Linked DNA regions of Rattus norvegicus: region 2 is linked to region 1. A link is a contact called in public Hi-C data. All regions are on one chromosome and are shown on one strand. Each heading gives the region's core, a stretch centred on a gene start, on an enhancer-like site or on the middle of the called end of the contact. The rest is flanking DNA. Distances are from core to core; before and after follow the strand shown.

Region 1 (6,951 bases), core at 2,800-5,299:
TCACCCGCCCCTTTTTCTAACATGTTCTTTCTCTTAACCCAGCTCAGCCTTCTTTCCCCTTCTGTGCAAGCTTCAAAGGGACATGGGATAACTGGTAGCTCTGCTTGCCAGGGGGGTTGTAAGCTTCCTGTACATCCTAGACGGGCAAGGTGGGGCTGTGGCTTCACAGAGGCTGCACTCCCAACCTAGGGGGTTCCAGCATTTCCCCAGGCAGAGTGCCCTGCTTCCAGAAGTAAGTCACTGAGCATCACAGAGGACAGGCAACTCCCCAGGACCCCTGTGGCAACCACGACTGGGTCCACTCCTCAGAGAGAGGTGTCTTGTACATTGCTGCCTGCTCTGGGAAGTAGAAGGGAGGGCCATGACCCAGACACAGAAGGGCTCCCACCTTCCCTCCACCCCATTTAGCAGGAACCCTTCAAACCTTCAGTTTTCTTTCAGAGGATAAACTATAACCTGCTTTCCTGGGAAGGGAATGCCTGCTTCAAAGGGCAGAACACTTCAGCCATGTGCCCCAAGGGCTTGAACTTCTGTGAGGTGGGCCTGCAGTGCTTCCTCAGAGCTGCGGGAGTGGAAAGGCTCAGCAGTGGGATCTAGAGGGAGCTACATTTGTGGAGCCTGCCTGGGGTTGAGCAAGATTGACCCTCTTTGTTTGGCATGGCACCGTAACACAAGGGATCAGGTGGAATTTTCCAAGCCTCCAGAATGTGGTCTCTTGTTTCTGACTTATTGGTTTTCTGGGAACTGACTGTCTGACCTCATGAGGAAGCTGACCTCATGGGGAAGCTGAGCTCAGCTCAGTTCTAGTTTCATTAAGACTTCGGACCTTCTAGAGCTGGGGGAAGGACAAGGATAACATAAATGGTCCTGCCTATTCTTTTTTTTTTTTTTCTTCTTTTTTCTTTTTTTCGGAGCTGGGGACCGAACCCAGGGCCTTGTGCTTACTAGGCAAGTGCTCTACTACTGAGCTAAATCCCCAACCCAGGTCCTGCCTATTCTTATAGCTCAAATGGTCCAGCTCAGGCTACACTGAAGGCTACAGACAGGCCTGCATGGCAGGCACACTCAAGTGTGGTGGAGCTGTGACTGGGCCCTGCTATCTGAGTGCTGTCAAGCTTTGAGCTCAGGTAGCTGCCTCCAGCCAGATGGGACCTTTACGTTCAATAAGGCCACTCCAAGAGTCACCAGGAACCCCCCTGCCCTGGTTCCCCATTGTAGCTACAGAGAAGCTCCTCCCTTTGCTTCATTCCTGGCCCCAGTCGTCTACTACTTGGGTTCAGCAAGCAACATCTGAGATGACTATGTGTACACTGTAAGCCTTCACCTCTCCCTGCTCCAGATCCTGTTGCTGTATCTTTAGAGAGCGCGACTTATTGAGTCCAGACTCCTCTTTCCTACTCACAGGGTCTAGGCCTTGGGTCCTCCAAGGTGGCATGTCCTTGTCCTTAATCTCAAGAAGAGGTTTGAACTTGTAGGAATGGGGGGGGGTACACCTGTCTGGCCTACATTTTGTGGGAAGACCCCTAAATCCTGCAGAGATAGTTTCATCTGTACAAACTGCCTTGCCTGTGCCATTTCCCCAGACCCTCCTCTCTAGCCATCAGCATTAAGGGGTTTCCCTGATTTCCTTCAGTGACTTTCAGTGCCTTCATCTCTAACCAATTCCCTTTCCCTTCATCCCCCATGTGACTCTGAAATTGCAGTTCAATGAACTTGAACTCCAGTTGTGCTGTGGATGTTTCTAGAAAGATCGGGAAGAATCTGGAAGGGGTTTGCAACATGCAGGCTGAACTGGTTATCAGAATTCAATTCAGAACAAAAAGGAGGGGGCAGGTTGTTAAAGGTTATCCCCCCCAGTGGTGGGGGTGGGGGTCAGTGAGACAGTTTAGTAGGTAAAAATCACGTGCTGCCAAGCCCAATGGCCTGACTTTGATGATTCAATCCCTGTACCACACAGTGGGAGGAACCAACTCCTACAAGTGAGGAGTTTTGTGTGTGTGTGTGTGTGTGTGTGTGTGTGTGTGTGTGTAAGCAATAAATACACATAAACATTTAAAATTATTTTTTTTCTTTTCTTTTTTTTGGAGCTAGGGACCGAACCCAGGGCCTTGCGCTTGCTAGGCAAGCACTCTACCACTGAGCTAAATCCCCAACCCCTAAAATTATTTTTAAAACTTACAATGGCCGGCATTGAAAGCTTGAAACAGGAGAATTATGAGTTTGAGGCAAATCCTAGGCCAGCCTGGGTTAACGAATGAGTCCTTGTTTCAAAACAACGTCAATAAAGTCACAGTGGCCATCCGTTCTGCAGCACTGCCCCACCTGCTGTTCCTTTCCTTTGGGGAAAAGTTGAAAAGCAATTATGTTCAGTAAGCTAATCAGCTGGACGAGCATGTTCCGGGCTGGAGACGTGGCTTAGTCCTGGAGTGTTTGCTTGGCAGGTGTGAGGCCCTGGGTTCCTAGGTTCCATCCTCAGTACTGCTCAAAATAAATAAATGAAATTCTCAGAGCCACTATGCCAGAAATTGCACAAGAGTGTGAGGGCAAGGGTTGGGGATTTAGCTCAGTGGTAGAGCGCTTGCCTAGGAAGCGCAAGGCCCTGGGTTCGGTCCCCAGCTCTGAAAAAAAAGAAAAAAAAAAAAAAGAGTGTGAGGGCAAGACTCAGGCTGGTCCTCAGGGAACATCCAGCTCACTGAGATAGCCAGCAGTTGAGAGAGAACCATTCTAGACTCTTTAATCTGAGCTAGCTTCTTCTGTCCTGTCTTGAGCTGTATATAGTCTTAACCTAGAAGGGAACAATGGAGCCTGGAAGAGAATGGCTCCTTTCAGGGCAAGTGACCAACAGAATGTGGGAAAGGAATTTGAGAACAAAACCCACTCAGGACTGTCCAAAAGATCTGGGGGTTTCCATAAGAGAGATGGCTCCTTAGTTAAGAGCACTTATTGCTCTTTCTTGGGACCCAGTTCCCACCACACACAACAGGTAGCTCACAGCCTCCTGTAACCAGCCCCGAGGATCTAATGACCTCTGTCCTTCTTGGGCATACACACACACACACACACACACACACACACACACACACACACACACACAGTGCACATAAACTCATGTAAGCACACGCACACATACACATACATTTAAAAACAAACCGAGGCTGCTGGAGAGTGGCTCAGTGGTTAAGAGCACTGACTGCTCTTCCAGAGGTCCTGAGTTCACATGGTGGCTCACAACCATCTGTAATGAGATCCGATGTCCTCTTCTGGTGAGTCTGAAGACAGCTACAATGTGCTTATATATAATAAATCTTAAAAAAGATTAAAAATAAATGTTTACAAATGAACTGAATAGATCTTTAAAGAAATAAAGAGACGAGCCAAGAGGGCCACATCGCCCTTCGCTGTAGGACAAGAGTCCTCCACCCAGCCTGGTGGTAGTCATCACCGAGTTACAGATAAAGACTCCAAGACATTTCATGTTCTGTCTGTGAACAGAAGCGCTAGATGGGCCAGAAGAACATTTGCGAGTTCCTACCTGGAAAAATGACACAGGAATTAGAGTTGGACTTCCCTCTGGGCATGCAACACTTACTGGCTGCAGGCTTTGTCAGTTTGGCCTCTCTGTTCCTTAGTTTCTCCACCTGGGAAGAGGAGAAGGTGACTTACATCACGTCAGGGCAGGGTAATTAATTGGAAATGTTTCAGGAAAATAGAAAGTTGTCCCTTTCTGAATGTGAAGAATTGAGGATGAAATTAACTCGAAAATAAAAGTTATTATTTTTTTCCGTTAGGGTAACATGACCACCTTCCTTCTGCCTTGGACAGGGGTCTTGGCCCTTTGATTTGGTGGGCTGAGAAAGGCGTTCCTCACGCCTTTCCAGAATTGGGACGCCTGAGTATGCTTGAATACAGACTCTAGAGTCCAGAAACTTAAATAGGGTCAGGGCGGAGAGCCCCACCTACTCGCCTAGGATCGACTGGGGCATGCTGGGACTTGCAGGCTGGCTGTCCGTCCTGTGACGCCAGGGCCGCTGGGAAATGTAGTCCCTGATCTGGCCTGGGACGTCGGTGTCCTGCAGGCCTACCGGTGACAGCTCAGGAGGTAGGCTGCAAAGACAAGGGTCTGAAATGGGTGCAGAGTGGGAGGGAGTCTGCAAGCTGGTTGCTGGGGTCCCTGTCCTGTGGGTGCCAGAATGGACACTCCTAATCTGCTGCTGATGCAACGGGCCTGTTGGGTGGGGTGAGGGGCAAGGAGCAACGGGACACTTCCAGGCTCCAAGGAAAGAGCAGTGGGGCTGGGTTATTTCTCCAGTATAAGTCGCTCCTAGATGAGACTAAGGCGAAGTCTTTCTCCCCATCCCTATTTGGACACACCACCAACCTTTCCAAGAGAAGAGCCAGACGGACCATAACTGCTCCCTGAAGAGGGCATCAGAGATATACCCAGAAGCAAGGAGACGGGCAAGCATACTGAACCCCACTGGGAACATCTGGGGCAACATCCAGCAAGGAGCAGAGAGGTGGAAACCCATTTTCTGGAAACGTTGAGAGGCCCATTGTAGGAAAGAGGGGGAAGGACCGGAAGGAGAAGCAAGACGACCAGGCTCTCTCTTTTCCCTCCACAAACGCCTCCTCCATCCCCGCAGTGCCGTGAAGCAGCTCTAATACAGCATGGGAGGTTCCCAACTTCTCTATCCCAGGGTTTGACAGATCAGCATGGACCAGTCTGTGGCAATCCAGGAGACCCTGGTTGAGGGGGAATACTGCGTCATCATATCCTTCCCAGCTGTAGGCTGCCGTCCAGCTCATGCCTGCTTTAGCCTTGGGAGGTGGGATGGAGGGTATGGAAATTTTTCTCTCTAAGCCATATGGGAAAAGGTAAACCAATATTTACCAAGTATTCACTTGGCTCTGGTCTCTCTCTACCAGGTGCTTTAAATATGTAGCTATTTTCTCAACCAGCTGCGAAGTTGGGGACTATTATACCCATTTTGCAGATGAGGAAAGCTCGGAGAGGTGAAGTCATTTGCCAGTAGGAGCGGGGAAAGGCAGCGTGGTGGAGTGGGCCGATGGGGAGGTTCCATTCTTGCCTTTCAGTTTCCCTTCACTCTGAGCAGCAGGCAGTACAAGGTGTGCTGTGTAAGGGAGACAGCAGGCAGAGTCGCCTGCTCGGGCTGGTGCGATACCGGCTGGAAAATGACGTCCAGGAGCATGCGTAAGTAGGGCTCAGACTGCCTGTGTGGGCCATGGGTTGTTCTTCAGTATCCTCCAACTCGACTTCAGTCATTCCATCTGACTCTCCTAGACTGATTAACACAATGACAGTGTTCTTGGAACACCGTGTTCTAAACCTTTTATAATCAGCAAGATATGATATGGAGAAGAGGAAGGTATCACACTTGGCCCGATTTTGGGCTCCTGTGAGTGCCTGAGTTTAAATCCAGATGTTGTGATCCTATGCAAATTGTTCTTCATAGCTCTGTTTATCTAGAGTAAAGTTCAGAGGGTTGAACTAGGAATGAGTGATTGCACCAGGAATCCCAGCCCTCTGGAAGCTGAGGGAGGACTGTGACAAATTCCAGGCCATCCTGGGATACATAGTGAGTTCTAAGCTAGCCTAGGCTAACAGTGAGACCCTACCTCAGGGATGGGGTTGAAGAGATGGCTCAGTGGTTGGAATGCATACTGCTTCTGCAGATGGCCCGAGTTTGGTTCTCACCACCCACCTCCAGTGGCTTACAATCTCTGTGACTCCAATTTCAAGGGATCTGAACCCGTGCGTGCGTGTGTGTGTGTGTGTGTGTGTGTGTGTGTGTGTGTGTGTGTGTTTGTCCTTGTCCTCAAGCGCAGGGGCCGGGGGGGGGGGAGGGGGAGCTGGAAATGGGTCCATTAGCGAAGGAAGTGCCTGCCACACAAGCATGAGGACTTGAGTTTGAGTTTAGATTCCTAGAACCCGTGTTAAAAGCAGAGGTGTGGAGAGATGGCTAGGTGGTTGGGAACACTTGTTCTTGTAGAGAATTCAGTTCCCTGAACTCACACTGGATGGTTCACAGCCACCTGTAACTCCAGTCCCACGAGTTCAGATAGTCTCCTCTGGTCTGGTACACTTGAGGCGCATGCAGGCACACACACACACACTCACACACACTCACACACGTACACATTCACACACACCTTCACACACTCATACACAAATTCACACACTCACACTCACACACACATTTATTCATGCTTACATCCATCATATACTCACCAGAGCCCCATGTCCACATGGCTTCTCTTGTTTTTACATAGATGATACTCTGTTGCAGGTCCTGACTGAGCTCTTTTCCTATCTCTCTCTCTCTCTCTCTCTCTCTCTCTCTCTCTCTCTCTCTCTCTCACACACACACACACACACACACACACACACAAAGGATTTTAAAGATTTATTATATATAAGTACACTATAGCTGTCTTCAGATACTAGAAGAGGGCATCAGATCCCATTACAGATGGTTGGGAGCCACCAGGTGGTTGGTGGGAATTGAACTCAGGACTTCAGGAAGAACAGTCAGTGCTCTTAACAACTGAGCCATCTCTCCAGCCCCATAAAGTAATTCTTTTTTTCCCCTCCATCTTTATTAACTTGGGTATTTCTTATTTACATTTCAATTGTTATTCCCTTTCCCGGTTTCTGGGCCAACATCCCCCTAGCCCCTCCCCCTCCTCTTCTATATGGTTGTTCCCCTCCCCATCCTCCCCCCATTACCGCCCTCCCCCCAACAATCACATTCACTGGGGGGTTCAGTCTTGGCAGGACCAAGGGCTTCCCTTTCCACTGGTGCTCTTACTAGGCTATTCGTTGCTAACTATGCAGTTAGAGCCCAGGGTCAGTCCAAGTATAGTCTTTGGGTAGTGGCTTAGTCCCTGGAAGCTCTGGTTGGTTGGCATTGTTGTTCACCATGAAGTAAT
Region 2 (6,951 bases), core at 3,245-5,744, 36 kb after region 1:
ATAAGCCTTTAATACAAGTGTATGTGTGCGCATATTTTGTTCCTGAGGAGTTGAACCCAGGGCTTCATACATGCTAGGCAAGTGCCCTACTACCAAGCTATAGACCCTCAGCCCTTTCATCTGTTTTTTTTTTTTTTTTTTTTTTTTTGGTTCTTTTTTTTCCGGAGCTGGGGACCGAACCCAGGGCCTTGCGCTTCCTAGGTAAGCGCTCTACCACTGAGCTAAATCCCCAGCCCCCTTTCATCTGTTTTTAATCAAGTAATCAATTCATTTTTTAAATGGGTCACTCTGTAGCTCAGGTTGATCTTGAATTCAGGGCAGTCCTCCCACCTGGTCCTCCAAGTGCGGGAATTCTGAGTGTACTCCACCACTTCTAGACAGAACTTCTGGTAGTTTTGGTTGTTGTTTTCAGTTTTTGAGACAAGGTCTCCCTATTATGTACCTCTGACTGGCCTGGAACTCTCTGCTGCGTATTTTCTGACCTAGAAGTAAAGCGACAGGGAGGGTGAAGTGGGCGAACACGCTCCCTTCAAAGCCTGGTGACCTGAGTTTGATCCAGGACACACATGGTGGAAGGAGAAAGTAACTCTTTCAGTTGCCCTCTGACAAGTGAATGGTGGCGTGTATGTGTGCCCTCCTCCCCTATGGAAATAAATGCATATTTTGACAGTAGGTGCTGTGAGCTGAGGAAATTTAGGAGTTTCTAGATTGAAAGAAGAGGGATATTTGAGCACCTGTGGGGAGCAGGGTCTGCCACAGTGTCCAAATGAATTTCCAACGTCTGAGCCCAGGCTTCGATGGAAGGAGGAGTTAGCAGTGTGGGTGTCAGGAGGAAGTGAATCCCAGACAGAGGGAGCAGTAAGAGCAAAGCCCTGGGCATGGCAATGATCTTGACACCAAAGAAGGAAGGATGGCAAGGCCAGGATGTGTGAGGCCCAGAGGCTTCAGAGGCCCAGGGCAGGGCCTTCTCAACTCTTGCTTCTGAGGGTGAGGTTTATTCTCAGTGTAATGGGAAGCTATTCGAAAAATTTTAGCAGAGAAGTGACCTCATCTTGGTACTTTAAGGTTTGCTACGGCTACTTTATGGGAAACCGACAATAGGCCTTATGTAAGCAAGCACGCAGACAGGAAGCTGCTGCTGTAGTCTTGTGAGAACTCCTGGCCGTGGTTTCGAAGGCAGAACTTGCTTCACCTGTCAGTGAATTAAATGCGTGTGAACGAGGAAAGGTCTTGGTGTGGTTTGTTTGCTTGTTTTAGGTCAGTTCTAAATAGCTCAGGCTATCTTCCCACAGCAGTGGTCTCCAAATACCAAGACTATAGGTATGCCCCATCCTGCTAGTCGGAGCCCTAAGTTCTTTTATTGTCTTGTTTTGTCAGCTGTACACCATAGCCCAGGCTGGTCTCATTTGAGGTAATTCTTCTGCCTCAGCCTCCCCAGCACTGAGATTACAGGCATATGCTGTAAGACAGCTGAAGTGTACTCGCATACATAAAATAAATATGTGCCCAGTATTTGTGAGATCCTTGCTCTGATCAGCTGGTTGAATGCTGGGACCATTTACTGGGATGCAGAAGGTGAAGCCAGGACATGGGAGAAGGAACTAGATGGAAATCAGATGAAAGGTATAGAACAGAAATGCAAATCTGAGACTCTGTTTAGTTGTTATGTGTGTGCCATGAGGCAAATTTTATTTTCATTAATCATATAGTTTTCCATAGCATCCCAGGGCAAACTGGAGGAGTCTGACTGGGGGCTTCCTAAAGGCCCAGAGTACCTGGGCTCACAGTGGAGCTTGTGGTTTTTGGATTTTCTCCGGATTCTTGAATGATGTAAATAGAGACTTTTTTTTAAAAAAAGATTTATTTATTTTATGTATGCGAGTACATTGTATAGTACATATTTATTTATGTATGCGAGTATAGCTGTCTTTAGACACCAGAAGAGGGCACCAGATCCCATTACAGATGGTCGTGAACTACTGGGAATTGAACTCAGGACCTCTGGAAGAGCAGCCAGTTAGTTCTCTTAACCACTGAGCCATCTCTCCAGCCTGTAGATAGAGACTCTTAAGGTGTTTAGAAAACTTCACTCTGCTTTTCCTAGTGGATGGCCTCCTTGGTGGGCAGGACACTCTTCTGAATCTCTGTTTTAATTTTATTTTTTATCTGTCTTTGAGGCAGGATCTTTAGCCTTAGCCCTGCTTGTCCTGAAACTCAGTATATTGACCTGGTAGGCCTTGAACTCGTAGAGATCTGTCTACCTCTTTTTGTTTGTTTCTTTTTGTTTTTTCAAGAAAGGGCTTCCCTGTATAGCCCTGGCTGTCCTGGAACTTGATATGTAGACCAGGCTGGCCTCTGCCTCCCAAGTGCTGGGACTAAAGACATGCACCACCACATTTGGCTAAAACAAAAATTTTTGAAGCTGGCTATGGTGATGCGTTCTTTACTCCTCGTACCTGGGAATCAGGGGCAAGTGGATCCTTATGGGTTTGAGGCCACGAGGGAAACTGTCTCAGTACACAGGTGGAACCGGAGGACAATTAGGAGGGGATAATTCTCTTTTCTTTCTCTATGTGGGTCCCTATGGGGATTGAACGCAGATTGTCAGCTTGGTGTCAAGAGCCTTTACCTACTGAGCCTTCTCACTGGACAGTGTAGCTCCATTTTTCTAGGCAAGGTCTTATTGAAGCTGATAGTTTCTCTGTGTTCAACTTGTCTGCCATTTTCTTTTTCTTTTTTCTATTTTTCGGAGCTGGGGACTGAACCCAGGGCCTTGCGCTTGCTAGGCAAGCGCTCCACCACTGAGCTAAATCCCCAACCCCTTGTCTGCCATTTTCTTAAGACAAGCCACGGAGTCTCACTCCTGGCCTGGCTTCCTTGTGCTCCCACTCACATTTATGAAGCAAGAGGCCCATGTGGAGGTGCTGGAGAGATGGCTTAGAGATTAAGAGCACTTGTTGCTCTTGCAGAGGACCTAGGTTCCGTATCCAGCACCCACATGGTGGCTCACAGCCATCCTGTAACTCTAGTTCCAGGGGATCTGTGCTGTCTTCTAATCTCCTCTGGCACCGGGCACACAGGTGGTGCACATACATACATGTAGGCAAGACCATCACGTACATAAATGAATAAATCAGGGAAAGAGAGACAGACAGACCGTGACTGACGGATCCATGTGTGCATGTATGTGAGTACACTAGGGCTAGGGAGATGGCTCAGTGGCTAAGAGCGTTTAAATCCCCAGCAGTCACTTAGAAAATAAAGAAAGGGGTTGGGGATTTAGCTCAGTGGTAGAGCGCTTGCCTAGGAAGCGCAAGGCCCTGGGTTCAGTCCCCAGCTCCGAAAAAAAGAATAGAAAAAAAAAAAAAGAAAATAAAGAAAAATTGAACTCCAAGGGCAAATGAATGAGGTTAGGAGCTGAGCAAGAGAACAGATAGGGAAGAGGTGCTTCGCTTTGGATCTTGCTAGGGCATGGGGTGGCAAAAGGGAGGACTGGCTTCCCAAACAAAGGAAGCAGTGAGACCCATCAGGTATCTACTGAAGGAGGTGAACGTGTACGATGCTGCCGGCTGTGCTAACTGGGCTGCATTTGGCCGTCCACATGCTTATCAGTTACCATAAGCAGCAGTTCATGGAAAATTAGAGACGAGGCTGGGCCCTAGAAGCCTGAGAGGAAGTTTGGGGCAGAAGATTGAAAAGACACAGGACAAGAGCAGAGGCTGGACAGAGATGAAGCTTTTTGTGGGGTTTTCGCCTCAGCTCCCAATTCTAAAATCTTGTATATTTTAGAACTTATTTTTTTCCCTTTGAGTCAGCGTTTCTCTGTGTAGCCCTGGCTGTCCTGGAACTCGCTTTGTAGGCCAGGCTGGCCATGAACTCAAGGGTCCACCTGTCTTTGCCGCCTGAGTGCTGGGATTAAATCGTGTGCCCCGTTTCTGTCAGAACAGCTTTACTTTTCTGTGAAAACAGTACAGAAAAAATGTCCTCACCACACATCAGTTTCCTGCATCACTGTTTTGCACTATTGATGACACATTTGTTAACAGTATGAGATCTGTGTAGATGGATGATGATATTTTATGTATGTGAGTGCACTGTCGCTGTCTTCAGCCACACCAGAAGAGGGCATCAGATCCCATTACAGATGGTTGTGAGACACCATGTGGTTGCTGGGAATTAAACTCAGGACCTCTGGAAGAGCAGTCAGTGCTCTTAACCACTGAGCCATCTCTCCAGCTCCAACAGATTATTATTAACCAAAGCGCACACTCAGATTTCCTTGGACTTTTACCCATAGTCCTGTCCAGGACCCCCATGACACTGAACTCTCATGTGTCCCCTTAGTTTCCTCTGATCTGTGGCAGTTTCTCAGTCTTGCCTTGCTTTCGATGACCTTTGGTGACAGCTCTCAGGACTACTTCTTTTTGTCCTTAAACAGGGACTCTGCAGGGGGGCAGGGAGCAGTCTGTCCGGCAGGGATGTAGGTCATCAACGTGACTTATCACAGTTGAACCTTGACCACTTAGCCGAGGAAGTGCCTGTCACATTTCTGTTCCACAGAGCTTTGGTTTTCCTTCTTTGCCGGCTTCATGGATTGGAAGGAAGTCACTCCGCACAGTTCACCCTAAGGAGTAGGGAGTTAGCTTCCTCTGTGAAAGAAAAGCTGCTACGTGAGTTATTTGGAATTCTCTTTGGGAGATTTATGTCTTCTCATTTGTTTTATCATCCCTTGATGATGATGGTGATGATGGTGGTGATGATGATGGTGATGATGATGGTGGTGGTGGTGGTGGTAGTGATGATGATGATAATGATTTTACATATTTTTAGCACTTTCCTATTTTCTAGCACTGTCAGGTACTTAAAGCTTACTTTCTGTGTTTCCTTTCTCAATCCTTAAATAGCAGTGCTTCTCAGGAGCCCACTATTGGAAGACAGTATTAGAACCTAAGGTCTCACATCAGGCATGCATGCTGCTCTTGTGTATTTTTGGTTCTCAGAGGACAGCAAAGGACTGTGTGTGGGGAGGGGGCCTGGGGATGGGGCACAAGTTTGTCCTTTGAGAAACGGTCTCATGTGTCCTACACTCAAATTCACTGTGTAGTTGAGAGTGACTTTGAACTTCTGGCCTCCCAGCCTCTATCTCCCTAACGGCAGGGTTGTTCTAAAAGACCACACACAGTCTACATGGTGCTGGGGAACTGAACCCAGGGCTTCATGCATGCTACACAAGCATTCTTGCAATTGAACAACATCGACATCCCTGTGTGAGTTTTAATTTAATGTTAATCATGTGTGTATGTGTGAGTATGTGACTCGTGTTTGTAGGGGACCTGGGAGGCCAGCGGCATAGCTGACGTTGGAGTTGCGGGTGGTTCTTTCTATATCCATAGCCACATGGCTCTTTCTAGCTCTCTTTCTTTGCTCGTCTGAACTCTCCTGTTTCAGTAGTGGGTCGCTTGGCTTACGTCACTCACCACCCCTTTCCTCGGTGCTCATGTGCAGTGGTTCCACAGAGGCTCATCTGTGCCCATCTTAACCGCAGTCGGAACTGGAGCACTGTGCATGTGGTTTCCCATTTGCCCCTAGGTTTACAAACTGGCTACTCATCTTTAGAGTTTTGTGGTTCACACTTTCCTTCCCTCCATCAGTGTAGTTGGATGCCTTTGTCACTTTCTCTATTCTACTCTAAGAGTCCCTGAGGTTGTTAAGTGATTCCCTTTATTTTTGATGGCGTTTGGAATCAAATCCAGGGCCTTGCACATCTTGCAAAGCATTCTGCCACTCAGTGGCATCCCCAACCCCTTAAGTTTTTGTTGTTTTTGTTTACTTTGTTTTTTGAATCTGGGTCTCACTGTGTAGCTCCAGCTGGTCTGGAACTCACTAAGTAGACCAGGCTAGCTTAGAGCTCACAAAGATCTGCCTGCCTTTGTGTTCCAAGTGCTGAGATTAAAGGCCTGTAGGTTGCCCTAGGGTTTTTGAGATTGGGTTTCATCATGTATTAGAGGTTGGCCTTGATGTGTACATGCAGATTCAGGTGAATGTGGAGGACACAGTTGTGTGTCTTCTGCAGTTGATGTCTGTAATCTGTGTTCCTAGCAGAGGGTGGAGTAGCTAAAACGGCTTTGTTTTCAGTGGCAAACCGTTCTTCGGTTGAACTACTGTTCCAGCTCCGTACATGTGACACTGCACAGTGTGGGCCTTTGCAGAGTTTCCAAGCAGGATGCACACTGCCAGGGACTTCTCAGCTATCATCCGAGAAGTGTGCTGTACTCAAACACACTACTTTATTTCCGTCTCTTTAGGTGGTTATAACGTTGACAGCTCGAGGCCAAATGGGAGAGGCCTGCTGCCTTTGGACCAAAGCTCTGGGGCCAGGTGTCCGGATAAACCAGAAAACTCTCTCACAAGGTAATGCAGCCCTCCCTCTGTTCATATCTCGTCCTAGTGAGACAGCCTTCATTAGAGGATCAGCCCCACCGTGTATACGTTATTTTAGGTAGCTGAAGCCTAAGATCTGTTCTAATGTATGGACACGGCAGACCTACTGTGTTTGCCAAGCTGCAGGCTCTCACAGGACTGCTGTGTGCATCAAAGTTTCATGCTTCACTGTTTTATGGCTAGGTCACAAGGAATTACATAAGGGGTGGAGACTCATCTCAGCAGTTAAGAGCACTGGCTGCCTTGACAGAAGACTCAAGGTTTCTTCCCAGTGGCCACATGGCTCCAGGGGATCTGATGCTCTTGTCTGGGAATTGCACTCCTGTGTGTGGACCCTTATGGACACACACATACTTAAAAACAATAAAATCAATCTTAAAAAAAAAAAAGGAAATGGGACTGCATAGGTTGGGTAGAGAAGATGGTTCAGTAGATAAAGTATTGACTCACAAACTTGAGGACCTAAGTTCAGTTCAGATGCCAAAAGCGCAGGTTAATTTTTCTTTTTTT

Evidence for each region. A called contact is a pair of places that touch in the nucleus more often than the background predicts.
Region 2: a contact with region 1 is called in a Hi-C map of liver, with 2.6 times the contacts expected there. The contact joins the enhancer-like site here to the promoter of Inpp5b in region 1. A contact is called at or near these places in 3 of 12 Hi-C or Micro-C datasets (hepatocytes and liver).

Annotation. Positions count from the first base shown.
Region 1 is chr5:142,277,405-142,284,355 of GRCr8, forward strand. Inpp5b (inositol polyphosphate-5-phosphatase B) reads left to right here and starts at 4,050. Exons shown (of 24, transcript NM_001100755.1): 1 at 4,050-4,099; 2 at 4,388-4,770; 3 at 5,118-5,212. The coding sequence starts at 4,714. LOC120102976 (a long non-coding RNA gene) reads right to left here and starts at 4,083. Exons shown (of 3, transcript XR_005504990.2): 1 at 3,957-4,083; 2 at 3,533-3,638; 3 at 2,052-3,305.
Region 2 is chr5:142,313,332-142,320,282 of GRCr8, forward strand. Inpp5b (inositol polyphosphate-5-phosphatase B) reads left to right here. Exons shown (of 24, transcript NM_001100755.1): 8 at 6,306-6,411. Among named protein-coding and RNA genes, the nearest start is that of Mtf1, 30 kb to the right of the region's middle. Within about 2 kb of position 4,495, at least 1 of the 93 cell types and tissues checked has an H3K27ac peak or open chromatin away from gene starts, as enhancers often do. A contact at or near this core is called in liver, where this site is marked.